2 separate regions of the Oryctolagus cuniculus genome follow, and region 2 is linked to region 1. Evidence: chromatin contacts called from public Micro-C data. All regions are on one chromosome and are shown on one strand. Each heading gives the region's core, a stretch centred on a gene start, on an enhancer-like site or on the middle of the called end of the contact. The rest is flanking DNA. Distances are from core to core; before and after follow the strand shown.

Region 1 (6,350 bases), core at 1,417-3,916:
TGGAAGAAGAAGAGGAGAGTAAACCTCCAAGGCCCAGCCCGGGGCTGCAGGCCGCAGGCCAGGGCCCTGGCTGCGACTGCAGCTCCGATCCCCCCACCCGCCGTGCAATGAACTTGACAGGCTGAGTGCATTTCCCTTGAAGGATTTGCTGCTTAAAGAAGGGTAAGCTACTTTTATTTTTATTGGGGGGGGGGGGTTCTATACAGTCGGAGAGCTCTATCCAATATCCCAGGGCTGCTCAAGGGAAGGGGCCTGGCAGGGTAGGGGATGGGGCTCACCTCGTCCTCCGTGCCGTCCGACTCCGTGTCACAGCTCTCCTCGTCCTCACTCTCGGGCAACCTCTGGAGGTTCTCCAAGGTCAGCTGGCCCAGCTGCTGCTGGATCCGGGTGCTGGGGCGGCCCCATGTGAGTTGGTACGGGGAGTAGCCCTGGTAGGTGACCCGGTTGACATCGGCCCCGCACTTCAACAAGAGCGACACCAGGTCCGGATTCTGCAGGTCCACGGCGAGGTGGAGGGCCGTGCGCCCATTGCAGGGTTCCTAGAGCCAAGAGGAGTGTGAGATGCTTAGGAGGCGTCTGGCATTCCTGCGTGCAGCCAGTGTGGCTGACATGTTGCTGGCAAAGAGCAGCACTCCACCTGGCTCGTGAGGCACTCACCTGGGCGTTGACATCAGCACCCCAGGACACCAACAGCTCCACAATGCCCAGGTAGCCGTGGATGGAAGCCAGGTGCAGACACGTGTGGCCTAGACGGACAGAAGGAAGAGAGCATCACCACCTGTTTCACCGTCCCCCTAGTCACTCATGGGACAAGCACATGTGGCCCCTGAATTCTAAGGAGCCCGAATCTGGGTTCTGAATGAACATTCCAGCAGCCTGAGACAGGCGCTTGATACTCATTTCCTCCTGCTTTCACAAGCTGGGAGTTTAAGCTCTGCCCTGCACGCCTTAGGCCAGCCCGCCTCCCCCGCGCCGCCCGCCTGGGACAGCACAGCGTACCGTTGTAGTTGATGGCCTGCAGAATGGAGTGCAGGTGCTGGGCCGTGCAGGTCTGCTTGAGGACGCCCACGCTGGCCAGGCAGCCCTGCTCGCAGGCAAGGTGCAGCGGAGTGTTTCCTCGAAAGTCCCGCAGCTCAGGATCACAGCCAGCTTCCAGCAGTGCCTCAGCAATTTCTGGCTGGCTAGTGATGACAGCCAAGTGGAGCGGCGTCTACGAGTGGGAGAGCGAGCACAGATAAGCCTCGGCGCAAAGTCGTCCTCCGAGTGCCCCTGAGCCGCAGACATCTCCCGGGGGTGGGTGCTGCTCCTCCCAGACAGGGACAGGGGGCCAAAGACCAGGGCCCCGGGTGGGTCGCAAAGACCTCACCCAATCCGTGGGCTTTTAACTCTGCAGGAGACCGGCTTATTGGAATGTGAAAGGCCAGGGCAGGTAAGGACCTGTGGCTGTTCTTTCAGAGAGCTAGGGGTGGGGAGGACTGTGCCACATCGACTGCATCCCGAGGTCACAGAGGGCACAGGGCTGGGGACGACAGGCGCACCTGCTGCAGGTTGTTCTGGAAGTTGAGGAAGGCCAGGTCTCCCTTCACCTGGCGAATCACTTCCATGGTCAATGCCTTCTCTTCATGGATGATGGCCAAGTGGAGGAACCTGCAGGCCAGAGAGGGGAAAACCCCCCGCAAGGGGCGGTGAGCGCACTGCGTGGGGCCCCGGGGAGGCGCGGCCTGCGGGGGATTGCGCAAGGCCGGGGTTTCTGGAGCCGGGGCCGCGGTGTTTTCCGCGGGGTTATTATGAGCTGAGTGTTCCTGGCAGGCGCCCAGGGACTTTCCGGGCCCCGCCCCCCCCGCGGCGGCGCCGGCCAGGCCGCCCCGCCCTCCCGGCGGCCCGGAACGCCCTGTACTTCCCCCGCCGGCCGCGCGGCGCCCGCCCGCCCGCCCGCCTTATGCAACCCGGGACTCGGCGTCCCTGCCGCCGCGCCGCCCCCCGCCGCGAGCGCCGGGCTGCGGGGTTCGGGGTGTGCGGGGACGGGGCCGTCCACGCCCTTCCCCGCCGGCCCGAGGAGCCCCCAGAGGAGCCCCGGCCCGCGCGCGGCCGCCCCGCAGCTTTGCGGCAGACTCGGCGGCGCTGCACGGCCATCCCCCCCCTCCAGCCCGGCTGTGCTGCAGCCCCGGGGCCCGCGCTGCAGGCCCGGCCGCCCCCCGCCCGGCCCGCGGCCCTCAGCCCCCCGACACTTACGAGTCTCCGTCCTCCGTGAGCTGCTGCCTCCAGGGCTCGGCGGCGCGCGGCGCCTCCTGCGGCTCCAGGCGGATCTCGCGCAGCTCCTTCACCATCTGCTCGTACTCCTCGTCCTTCATGGAGTCCAGGCCGCTGTCGTGGCGGTCGTCCAGCAGGCGCTCCTTCTTCAGCGCGTCCCGGGGCCCCTCCATGGCCCAGTCCTGAGCGTGCTCGGCCGGCTGAAACATGGCGCTGCTCCCCAGGTGCTCGGCCGCGGGCTGCGCGCTGGCGTCCTCGTCCTGTCGCCGGCTCCTGGCGGGCGGCGCGCTGCGACTGTTGTGGGCTCGGCAGCGCCGCCGCGCCGCCCTATAAACGCTGGCGGGGAATTTCTCTGGGGGCGGGGTCAGGCGCGGGGAATTTCCAAGCCAGTCAGACCAGAAAAGAGAACTGGCTTGGTCCTCTGCTAGGGGAAAAAAAAAGGCAGCCTAAACTCCGAGCCGGGGTTCATCGGAGAAACTCCCTGGGATGACCCACCGGGGTCATGTCCAGGGAACTTCTCGCTGCGCGCTGAGTGGCTGGAAAGTCCTCCGGGCCCGGCGGCCGCCGCCGCCCCGGTGCTTCCCTGCGGACCGCGCGCGGCCAGGCCGACCCTGCAGGGCCCTCCTCTCTCCCTGGGGTTTCCCACGGCCGATTGCACTCGGGGTCGTCTGCTGCAGGGATCCCGAGGACACAGACCTGCCGGGCCGTTCCTCTTTGGGGTTTGCCGCCCAGCCGGTCCTTTCCGTTTTCTCGGATCTTGCGGAAGCGCAAGAGTGGAAACGGTGGCTGGCCGTGGGGGTTTGTCTTCCCCAGAGTTGGGTGCAGTTCGCGGGCGGCCCCTGGGTTCCCGCAGATTCCCGGCCCTGTAGGGTGCAAGCGCTCCTGGCGTCCCGACCCCCTCGGGGAGAAGCTGGGTTTTAAACCAAGTCCCGTCCTGGGGACTAACAGGCCTGTCGGCTGGGGGAGGGACAGATCTCGCCCTGCGAGGGGTCAGCGCTCAGTGGGGCCTCAAGGGTTTGCTTTTTGTTAAGCAAGGAGTTCGTCTTGGTGGGAGGGGTTGCAGGTAACCTTGCAGTAACGAAGTTCATGGTCTGTGCTGCAGGAAATGGATCCTGAGCCTATTTCTGAGTGCCCAGCTGAGCAATTTTTCAGCATTGGGAGGAGCCTGACCAATGGGTGGCAGTTAGTGTCTTACCCAGGATTGGGCCTGAAAGATGGCCAAGAGTAACTGCCAGGCCCCCCGCGGGAGGTTCCAGGCGGCTCCCCCGTGTGCTCTGGGAGAGGGCAGTAGCTGGAGCCATTCCTGCAGTGCCACTCTTGAGAGAATCCCCTGGCTTTAGAGAGGTTATGCTCCGGCCCCCGAAGCGGCAGACTGGGCTGAATTCAACTACTTCTGGAATTGGTGCAGGTAATCAAATCGGCTTTGATCGGCTTTGAGCATGAGCTCCAGGGGCCTCTGCAGAGGTTTCTGGAGGTTGTGGCAATCACCTTCGCCTTACTGATCAGGTACAAAGCAACCCTTGCCTCTCCTCGGATCTCCACCTGTTCCCCCCATATGGAACATAGGGGATAGGGTCACTAGGACAAAATATGAGGGCAAAAAAGTAAAATCAAGAAATAAACCCCTCAGTAGTAATGGTCACATGTTAGAGTGAGAACTTCCCAGTAGAGACTGCAGTGTCTGCAGGCTTAGGAACCGCACACACGGGTTTATCAAGGCAAGGTCGCACAGTGATGCAGGCAGGAGGCCTCGGTTCCAGGGTCAAAGTCACTGCGCACTGGCTGCACAAGTCAGTAAATATTTTTTGTAGTGTACTTGTTTTATATACTAATGGGATTGGATTGAAGGCTATTTAAGTTCTTTTCCAGCTTAGAAACTGTATCACTTGTCCAGGAAAGCAATTCTAGCTCTGTTTTTTGAGGCCCTTAGACATCCCACGGCATGTACATCTTTGGAAGAACTCTGGCATTTTGTGCATCATGATGTTCTCAGGAAGAATCTTGTAAGGCAGGTATAAGTCTTACTTTCCTAAAAAGAAGCTCAAATGCATAGAAATAGACCCTGTTTATCTCCTTCTTATCCCAGTATATTAGTGGTTCAGCCAAAGTATTGCAGTAGCAACATTTTTGGAAACACACTGTGAAAATGAGACCGAATACACTATAATCTGGAATATACTCAAAGTAGTTCCCACTCCAGCTTTAGATAAAAAAGGCAAACAGTCCTCTCTCTAAAAAATGTGCAGAAATGTCTAACTCTAAAGGCCCTACTTAGAAAGGTCACTTCCGAAGAAGTTTGGGGCTGCAGGTGTCAAAGTCATTATTTAGAAGCACAAAGTCAGTACTGAGTGTTTCAGGAATATTTTTCTTTGTGCCTCCCTTGAAGTTTTCTGTTCCTGACAGCCTTGGGGACTGCTGCTGTTTGGTCCTGATTGTTTAGTGTGACACCTAGTGGTGTTTCTTGATTGGTCACAGGGTTGAAACATCTGGGAGGTTGGGCCATACTGTGGGGATTCCCAGGGAGGTGCCTTCTGTTTTCCTGCAACCCTGGGAGATAGTTTTGAATAATGTGAACCAACAGGTTTCCCTCACCAGTGTAAGTCAATGCACATTACAACCTGGGTGAGACATAATGTACTTGGAGACCAGAACCATGAGCGTTTTGGGCAGAAGTAGACAATGAAAGGGTCTTTCGGTTTAGAAAGATTTCTCACCCTCTGATTGGATAATGTTTTAGCTAAATTTAACCACTTTATTTTTTTAAGAGATTTATTTTTTTTGAGAGGAAGAGTTACAGAGAGAGGGAGAAATAGAGAGAAAGGTCTTCCATCCACTGGTCCATTCCCCAAATACCTGCAATGGCAGGAGCTGGGCCTGTTAGAAGCCAGGAGCTTCTTCCAGGTCTCCCATGTGGGCACAGGGGCCCAAGGGCTTGGGCCATCTTCTGCCTTCCCAGGCCATAGCAGAGAGCTAGATTGGAAGAGGAGCAGCTGGCACTCAAACAAGTACCCATATGGGATGCTGGTGCCAAAGACAGAGGCCCCATCACCACTTTAAAAATGGTTTGATAACTTTAGGTGATTACTTTGTAATGTTATTTGTCTTTCTTTTCTTTTTTCTTTTTTTATTTATATTTATTTATTTATTTATTTATTTTTGACAGGCAGAGTGGACAGTGAGAGAAAGGTCTTCCTTTGCCGCTGGTTCACCCTCCAATGGCCGCCGCGGCCGGCGCGCTGGGGCCGGCGCACCGCGCTGATCTGATGGCAGGAGCCAGGAGCCAGGTGCTTTTCCTGGTCTCCCATGGGGTGCAGGGCCCAAGCACCTGGGCCATCCTCCACTGCACTCCCTGGCCACAGCAGAGAGCTGGCCTGGAAGAGGGGCAACCGGGACAGAATCCGGCGCCCCGACCGGGACTAGAACCTGGTGTGCCGGCGCCGCTAGGCGGAGGATTAGCCTAGTGAGCCGCGGCGCCGGCCTCTTTTTTATTTTTTTAAAGATTTTTTATTTATTTATTTGAAAGTCAGAGCTGCACAGAGAGAGGAGAGGAGAGGCAGAGAGAGAGAGAGAGGGAGGGAGAGAGAGAGAGAGAGAGGGAGAGAGAGAGGTCTCTCTCTCTTTTTTTTTTTTTTTTTTTGACAGGCAGAGTGGACAGTGAGAGAGAGAGACAGAGAGAAAGGTCTTCCTTTGCCATTGGTTCACCCTCCAATGGCCGCTGCGGCCGGTGCGCATCACGCTGATCCGAAGCCTGGAAGAGGGGCAACCGGGACAGAATCTGGCGCCCTGACCGGGACTAGAACCCGGTGTGCCCGCGCCGCAAGGCGGAGGATTAGCCTATTGAGCTGCGGCGCCGGCCTATTTTCTTTTTTTAAAGAAAATTTGTTTATTGAGGCCGGTGCTGTGGCTTAGCAGGTAAAGCCACTGTCTGCAGTGCTTGCATCCCATATGGGTGACAGTTTGAGACTTGGCTGCTCTACTTCTGATCCAGCTATCTGCTGTGGCCTGGGAAAGCTGTAGAAGATGGCCCCACGTCTCTGTACTGGTGTGGGAGACCCAGAAGAAGTTCCTGGCTCCTGGCTTGGGATTGGCCCAGCTCTGGC
Region 2 (6,350 bases), core at 2,824-5,323, 40 kb before region 1:
GCTAAGGGCTTGGGCTCCTAATCTGAGGAGAGGTGGGAGGAACCCATGCTGACCCTCTGCTTTGTGCTAGGCACTGAGGTGATTAAAATAAACACCACCTCCTTGCTATTGACTTTCTCAATAGCAAGCCTATGATGTGCACAATTTCTTGTCTGAGCCCCGGAGGCTCCGAGCGATTAGCGACTTGCTCATGGTTACACACACAGTAGGCAGTGATTTGAAACCCAGTTTGTTTAAAATTCAGTGACCTCAGAGACTTGCCCTGTTCCATGCTCCTTGGGTAGCGTGTCGCCTTTGCTGTGTGAGCAACTCCAGAGCCAAGTTTCAAGGCTTCCTGGCACCCGTAAGAAGGGAGGCCAGAGGCTTCCTTGAGCCCTCCATTCAGCTCAACTCTCAGGATTGAACAGGGACAGGTTTTAGTGGAAATGGACAATGACAGATGATAACAGAACCACCCAACAGTTTCACATATTCAACCCTCCAAGTTAGAATGTAGCTCAAATGAGGTGTACAGCCTAATCAGCACTAAGCCAAAGTAATTTTATCTCATGATCTAACAGCAAAGTTTGCTTCCTGCTGGGTGGTATTATGCAGCTAAATCTAGTCACCATGGCTGGCCATGTGGGTCCCACCAGCCAAGTGCCAAGGAGAGCTTCGGGGCTCTAGGCCAGACCCGTGGGACTGTCCCCCACTTGTGCAGGGCAGCCGCTCCTTGCCCCTTTCTCCCAGAAATGTCTGTGGGATGGAAGGCCATAGGCCAGAGCTAGGATTGGAACAAGGCAGGGGAGAGATTTTCAGGGTAAAGTCTCTGCCTCTCACAAAGGATGCTGACATACTGGCAAGGTTTGGCGAGCACTAACACAGGCCTCGTTCTACCCAGCCCCTCAGTGAGGGCCCTGGAGCCAGGGTCCCCTCACCACCTCTATGCTGTACTTAAGGACCTAGCAGAAAGCAGGCTGCGGCTACTGAGAATCTTTGCTGAGGCCCCCAAGCTTGTGCCCTGAGCCCACCAAATGCCCCTGGGTCTCTGCTCAGCAGACCGCTGTCTCTGGAGAGAGGTGGCTGGTTGAGGGTCACATCCTTGACCTTCCTGAGGTCTTCCTCAGCCCTTGGCATCCTATTCTGATCTTCCTCCCTGACCAGAGGGCTCAGCCCTTCCTGCTGCCTTCTGCCGCCTTACAGCCGCGGGGTAGGCAGCGAACGTGAACCTGCGGGTTGTCAGCAGCCGCGAGCACTCTATTGCCTGATGGGTTCAAGCCTTCTGGAATATCCGTCTTTGTCTGCTGACTTCATCCCACGAGCTATAGTGCTGAGACCAAGGACGAGGTAGGCAGAGTGCATTTCAGCCTTGGATTCCCAGTTCCTTGGCCACCACAAATGCTCGTGTTTGCTTCTTTTCTGGTGGAAAAATATTATTGCTAATTTGAGGGAGAGGCTTCAGACTCCGGAGTGGCCTTTGTTTCAGCCGTTGGAACACAGATGGTGAAAGCGGAGACGCCAGGGAGAGAGCTGCTTCTGAGGCTTCCCAGTCTTTCTGGTAGCTCAGGCCTCGTGGCCCAGCTTGCCGGGGCTCTGGGTGCTGCTCAAAACTGCACATTCCTGACCCCACCGCAGGCATTCTAATCTCAGGGGAGACAAAGGACGAGGGAGGACTCCTGCTAACAGGGCCCTCGGCCCCCAGATACCTCTTGAAGCCCACATTTCAGAATCATCGCCCTGCGCAGTCAGGCCACTCAGACCAGAGAACTCTGTACAAAGCCTCTGTCTCCTCGTCTCTAGACAACTGCCTCACCCCCAGTTCTCTTTGTTTTTAATTTTAATTTGACTTGTTTTATTTGGAAGGCAGAGAGAGAGAAAGAACGACACAAGACAGAGAAAGAGCTCCCATCTGCTGGTTCATTCCCCAAATGCCCACAACAGCTGGGGCTGGACCAGGCCAGAGCCAGGAGCAGGGCACTCCTTCTGGACCTCCCGTGTGGGCAGCAGGCCCCAACCACTTGAGCCATCACCTGCTGCCTCCCAGGGTGCACGTGAACAGGAAACTGGAATGGAGAGCAAGCCCGGCACTTGAACCCAGGTACTCCTGTATGGGATGCTGGCAACCCAAGTGGCGGCTTAGCCAGTCCAGACGCCTGCACCTGACTGCTGGGCTGCGGTGTTAATGGCCACCTGGCAGCAGTATTTCTCAGTGTCCTGGTGGTCTCCACAGAGGGACAGGGTGACCTGGCCTGAGGAGTAGCAGCCTCCCTGGTAAAGCCATAAAGCCAGCTGGCCAGGTATCAGTGTGGGAAAACCCCAAGGGAGCTGCGAAGGAGGAGGAGCTGCTGCAGGGGGCTGGCCTCCTCCCTGTGAGAGCTGCGGGCCACCCTCCCACACGCCAGGCACCGGCTCCTCTCCTCAGCCCACTCCGAGGCTTCTCCCCTCAGGGTGCTCGCTGCACCCCATTCCAGTGCCTCCTGGTTTCCAGGTTCCTCTCCGCCCCTCCTCTGCACCTCTGTGCCACGTGGGCCTTCCCCTGGCAAACTCGGATTCATCTTCCAAAACCAACCTCAGTTCCTCCGCCTTCTCCATGCGAAAAACGACCCTGCCACTCCCAGGGAGCAGTTGCCGCCGCCCTCCCGTGCTGCCCGGGAGCTGGCACAGCTGGCTGCACGTCTGTCTCGGTGGTCACGGCCCTCACGTCTGTCAGCACGCCAAGTCCACCCCCCTCACCCCGCCTGCCTCCCCCCACCCCCCACCCCAGCGACAGCAGCGGCTCTAAGTAGCTGTGCAGGGAAGTTGGTTCTTATTTTAGCTCTGTGGTCTCAGTGTAGGCTACGGCTTGTTTTTCCTTTGACATAGGTTGGGGCGGGTTTTCTATTGTTTCTGCTGTGAGCGGAGGAAGACAAGCTCTGTCACTTGAAGTAGGCCCTCTGCTGCTGCCTGGCTCTTCCTCCTGGTGCCTGTCGCAATTTGCCAGGCTCCTGTCTCTTTCCTTGCCTTTCCTGTGTCTTGCCCACCGGAAGGGACCGTGGTGCGTCCCCACTGGCTCTCCAGACTGTGCTGAGGGGCACCAGGTGGTATCCGCAGAGGTTGCTGACTGAGTGAATGGGGCTTTAAGCGTCTGGATTTGCTGTTGTTAGGTCGTTAGGGCAGGTGTGAAATTCCACTGGCTTGCCCCAGCCCAGTCATCTGACGGGTGGTTTACCTGCACGGGCTGTATTTTCCAGTCCCAATTCAGGTACCCCAACAACTCCCTGCTCCACTTCCCCAGGCTCACACCTCGTCCCAATTCTGCATGACTCAAGCCACTTGGGGTGGAATGTGACTGGTTTGGTGGGGGGTGACTGGGCCACAGTGGCAGTTAGACCACGGGCAGGCCAGAGTGCAAGCAAAGGGCCTCGGGAGGGGGAAGGCGCTCTGGCCTTGCTCTGCAGCCCTGGTAGTCACCGCTGGGCTGAGAAGTCATCAGCTGCCCGAGGCGCTCACATGCCAGGTCTAAATGTTTTGCTCGTGTCTTTTTCCTTCAGACCCATGGCCCAGGCCTAGGGTAGCCCAGGCCAACTGCTACCTCAGTGCACAGGGCTCATCTCTGGGGAGCTGCCCCACCTTGGCCAGCCCCAGCTACCAGCCTGCACCGCTCTTAGTGTTAGTTAGAGAAACGGACACAGTCCAGCCCAGGCTGGGTCAGCCCCCACTCGCGCCTCAGCCCACACCTGTGTGGAAAGTCCCCAAGATCTGCAGGGAAAAAGGCAAGGCAGACACCGTCCATTCTCCACCGACCCCTTCTCGGGGGCCTTGCCAGAGCGTTCCGTGCCTTTCCGGCTCCATCACAACCCAGCGGCTGAAGCTTGGACAACTCACTCCGCGTAGCAGGACGCTGGGTCCTGGATTCTGAGTAAGTTCCTGCAGGGAGCCAGTCACAGGCCCAGGCCGGGCTGCCTGCCAGGCTGCTCGCCAGGCTGCTCCGAAGGGCCTGGCCCTGGCTCCTCCCCTCCCCACCGCCTGGTCCCCGCCCCTCTCTCCCCACACCTCCCCACAGCGAGCTGGGAAACTCCCAGGGCCCCGGGCTGCCAGCTGAGTATAATTAGCCCGCCGCAGCTCCCACAGAGGCGACACTGTGTGCTGGCCAGGGCCCCTGCCCTCCACCGCCTGCTGGCGGCTCCAGGCTCCAGGCGCAGTGAAACCTCCCACCTTCTGTTCACCTCAAGCAGGAGGCAAGAACAGGAGAAACAGCGGGCAGGGCCAAGGTGGAGCGCCCTGAGCTTGGAGCTCAGGGTGACCCTTTGTCAACCCCTTGGGCCTCCACCCTCCTTCAGCCCCTTGCCGTCAGCCATCCTAGGTCCAGTGAGCCCACGGGGTGGCTCACCTCTAATCAGCAGCTGCCCTTGCAGGCTGGGGGTTTCCACAGCGCCTCTCGGGCTGCTGGGGGCTGGCCACAGGGCCTCAGCTGTCCCGGAAGATATGTTTCAAGTGGTTTTGCTTTTGAGGAACACGCCCGCCCCGGACTTCAAGGGCCTCCACACACCCATGCATGCCCAAAAGCTTCCACTGGCCATGGCCCCACTCCCCACGCACTTCCTGGCTCCCGCCCACTCATGGCTGATCCTGGGCTCCTGTGGCCACAGGGAGCCAACCCAGCCAATGCATCTTCTTCGCCCTGGAGGGAGGGAACCCAGCTTCTGCTGAAAGTTGGGAAGGTGGACAGAGCCAGGGTTACGCGGAGGCCTGAGCTCCAGCAATGTCACCTTCTTCCTCGGCAACCGGCCCTCACATCCTAAGCCGCCAGTGCCTGCCAGGTAAGAAGTGCTGGCCCGTAGCTGTGACATCTGCGGCCATGCCCTGGACTGCAGCAGCAGCCCTCCCTCACTGTCAAGGACAGCTGGGGGTGTTAAGGACATCTTGGTGACCAAGGCACCACAGCACACTCAGGCTGGATTTTCAAGTCTCCTGAGGTAGGAGGAGCCAGCAGCCTCCTCCTCCTCCCCGGTGCTCACCCCACCTCTTTCCAGCCTGCACCCTCGACCCTGTGAGCATCCCGATGTCAGCAGGCTGTTTTCTGGTTCGCTCGTCATTATCTCCCCCGCCCAGCACAGTGCTTGAGACGTAGTCGAAGCTCCATGAACTTGCACGGGAAGAAGGGAACGCCAATGTGTGTTTGAGGCTGTGGCCCAGCCCTAGTCTCCCTGCCGGGAGCAAGTGCAGAGCACAGGATCAGGAGAGCCACTGGAGCACAGCTGCTTGATCCTGAGCAGGGTCATCTGCCCCCGGAGGCTGCTTCAAGCCAGGCACCACCCCTGCTTTTACACAGAGACGAACGTTATTGAGGAGCAGCGTGGGGCTCACAGGCGTCGTACGCCAGGCGAGTCACGTTGGGAGCACAGCTGACCACCCAGTCAACATCCTTGCTACTGAAGACGCCTTCTGGCCAGCACTGGCTGGGCAGACAGGAATCAGAAGCTTCTGGTGTGTGGCCCGTTGGCCTCTTTCCCAGCATGCCTTTCTGTGTGCGTGATTGGAAGAGCAGTCACTTCCTTTGTGGCATGTCTTCCCCTCCCTTAGGTCCTGTTCAGAAGGAGCCAGGGATATAGAATCTTTAGTTCTAGGACTATCTCAGCCCTTCCAAATTTGGTTTATCCCTGTGGTCTCAGGTGGCTGAGAAATCATCCAGTGGGTTTCCTGGAAATACCTAAAGGGATACAGAAATGTGTTTGCAGGAAGGTTCTGGCTAGGGTCTGCCTACTGGGAGAAGTCCTGGGGACTGTAAGGAAATACCCAGTGTCTCCCATCAGTCCCTGACGAGGGGACAGAACCTCACGCTGGATCGGGGGTCATCTGTTACCTCCCAGGTCCCCTCCTCACCCTTCCCCCCACCCTGCTCTGGGTGCAGGGACAAGCTGATCAGGAGCCCAGAAGGAGATGACAGAGGGGGAGGGGCGGCAAGTGGGCACCCTGATGTCCTTGTGAAAGGTTGCCCCAGCTGAGCTGTGACGCTGGAAGGCGGGTCACAGGCGCTGGCCTGAATGCCCGTAAGCAGAGCTGGCATTGCCGCAACCCCCTGTGCTGATCCTATCCCTTTTACAGCCCTCTCCACGGTCTCTTTGTAAACAGCTGCCACTACCCCATACTGCCTGCTGCTCCTGGTGGAACAATGCTTAGCTTGTCCTTCGCCTTATCACTTTATGGCTTCTTATTTTTTTAATTTTATTTACTTTTTCTTTAAAGGTTGCGTTGGGTACATAAAGAAGTACGGTAAAAAGTCTCTCTCCCTCTCTTTCTCAAACCCCAATTCTCCCCATGGGCAACCATTAAAATGGCTTTTTGGTCATTTAAAAATCTTTTTGAAAGATTTGTTTAGTTGTTTAAAAGGC

What was found. A called contact is a pair of places that touch in the nucleus more often than the background predicts.
Region 2: a Micro-C map of ear pinna shows a contact between it and region 1, with 4 times the contacts expected there. The contact joins the enhancer-like site here to the promoter of NFKBIA in region 1. A contact is called at or near these places in 3 of 6 Hi-C or Micro-C datasets (ear pinna, psoas muscle and an unstated tissue).

What each region holds. Positions count from the first base shown.
Region 1 is chr12:40,156,026-40,162,375 of mOryCun1.1, reverse strand. NFKBIA (NFKB inhibitor alpha) reads right to left here and starts at 2,666. Exons shown (of 6, transcript XM_002718142.5): 1 at 2,233-2,666; 2 at 1,539-1,647; 3 at 1,000-1,210; 4 at 658-746; 5 at 279-539. The coding sequence starts at 2,459. It overlaps LOC138844627 (a long non-coding RNA gene), which reads left to right. Exons shown (of 3, transcript XR_011380751.1): 1 at 1-162.
Region 2 is chr12:40,196,939-40,203,288 of mOryCun1.1, reverse strand. No RefSeq gene overlaps it. Among named protein-coding and RNA genes, the nearest start is that of NFKBIA, 40 kb to the right of the region's middle. Within about 2 kb of position 4,073, at least 7 of the 8 cell types and tissues checked have an H3K27ac peak or open chromatin away from gene starts, as enhancers often do. A contact at or near this core is called in ear pinna, where this site is marked.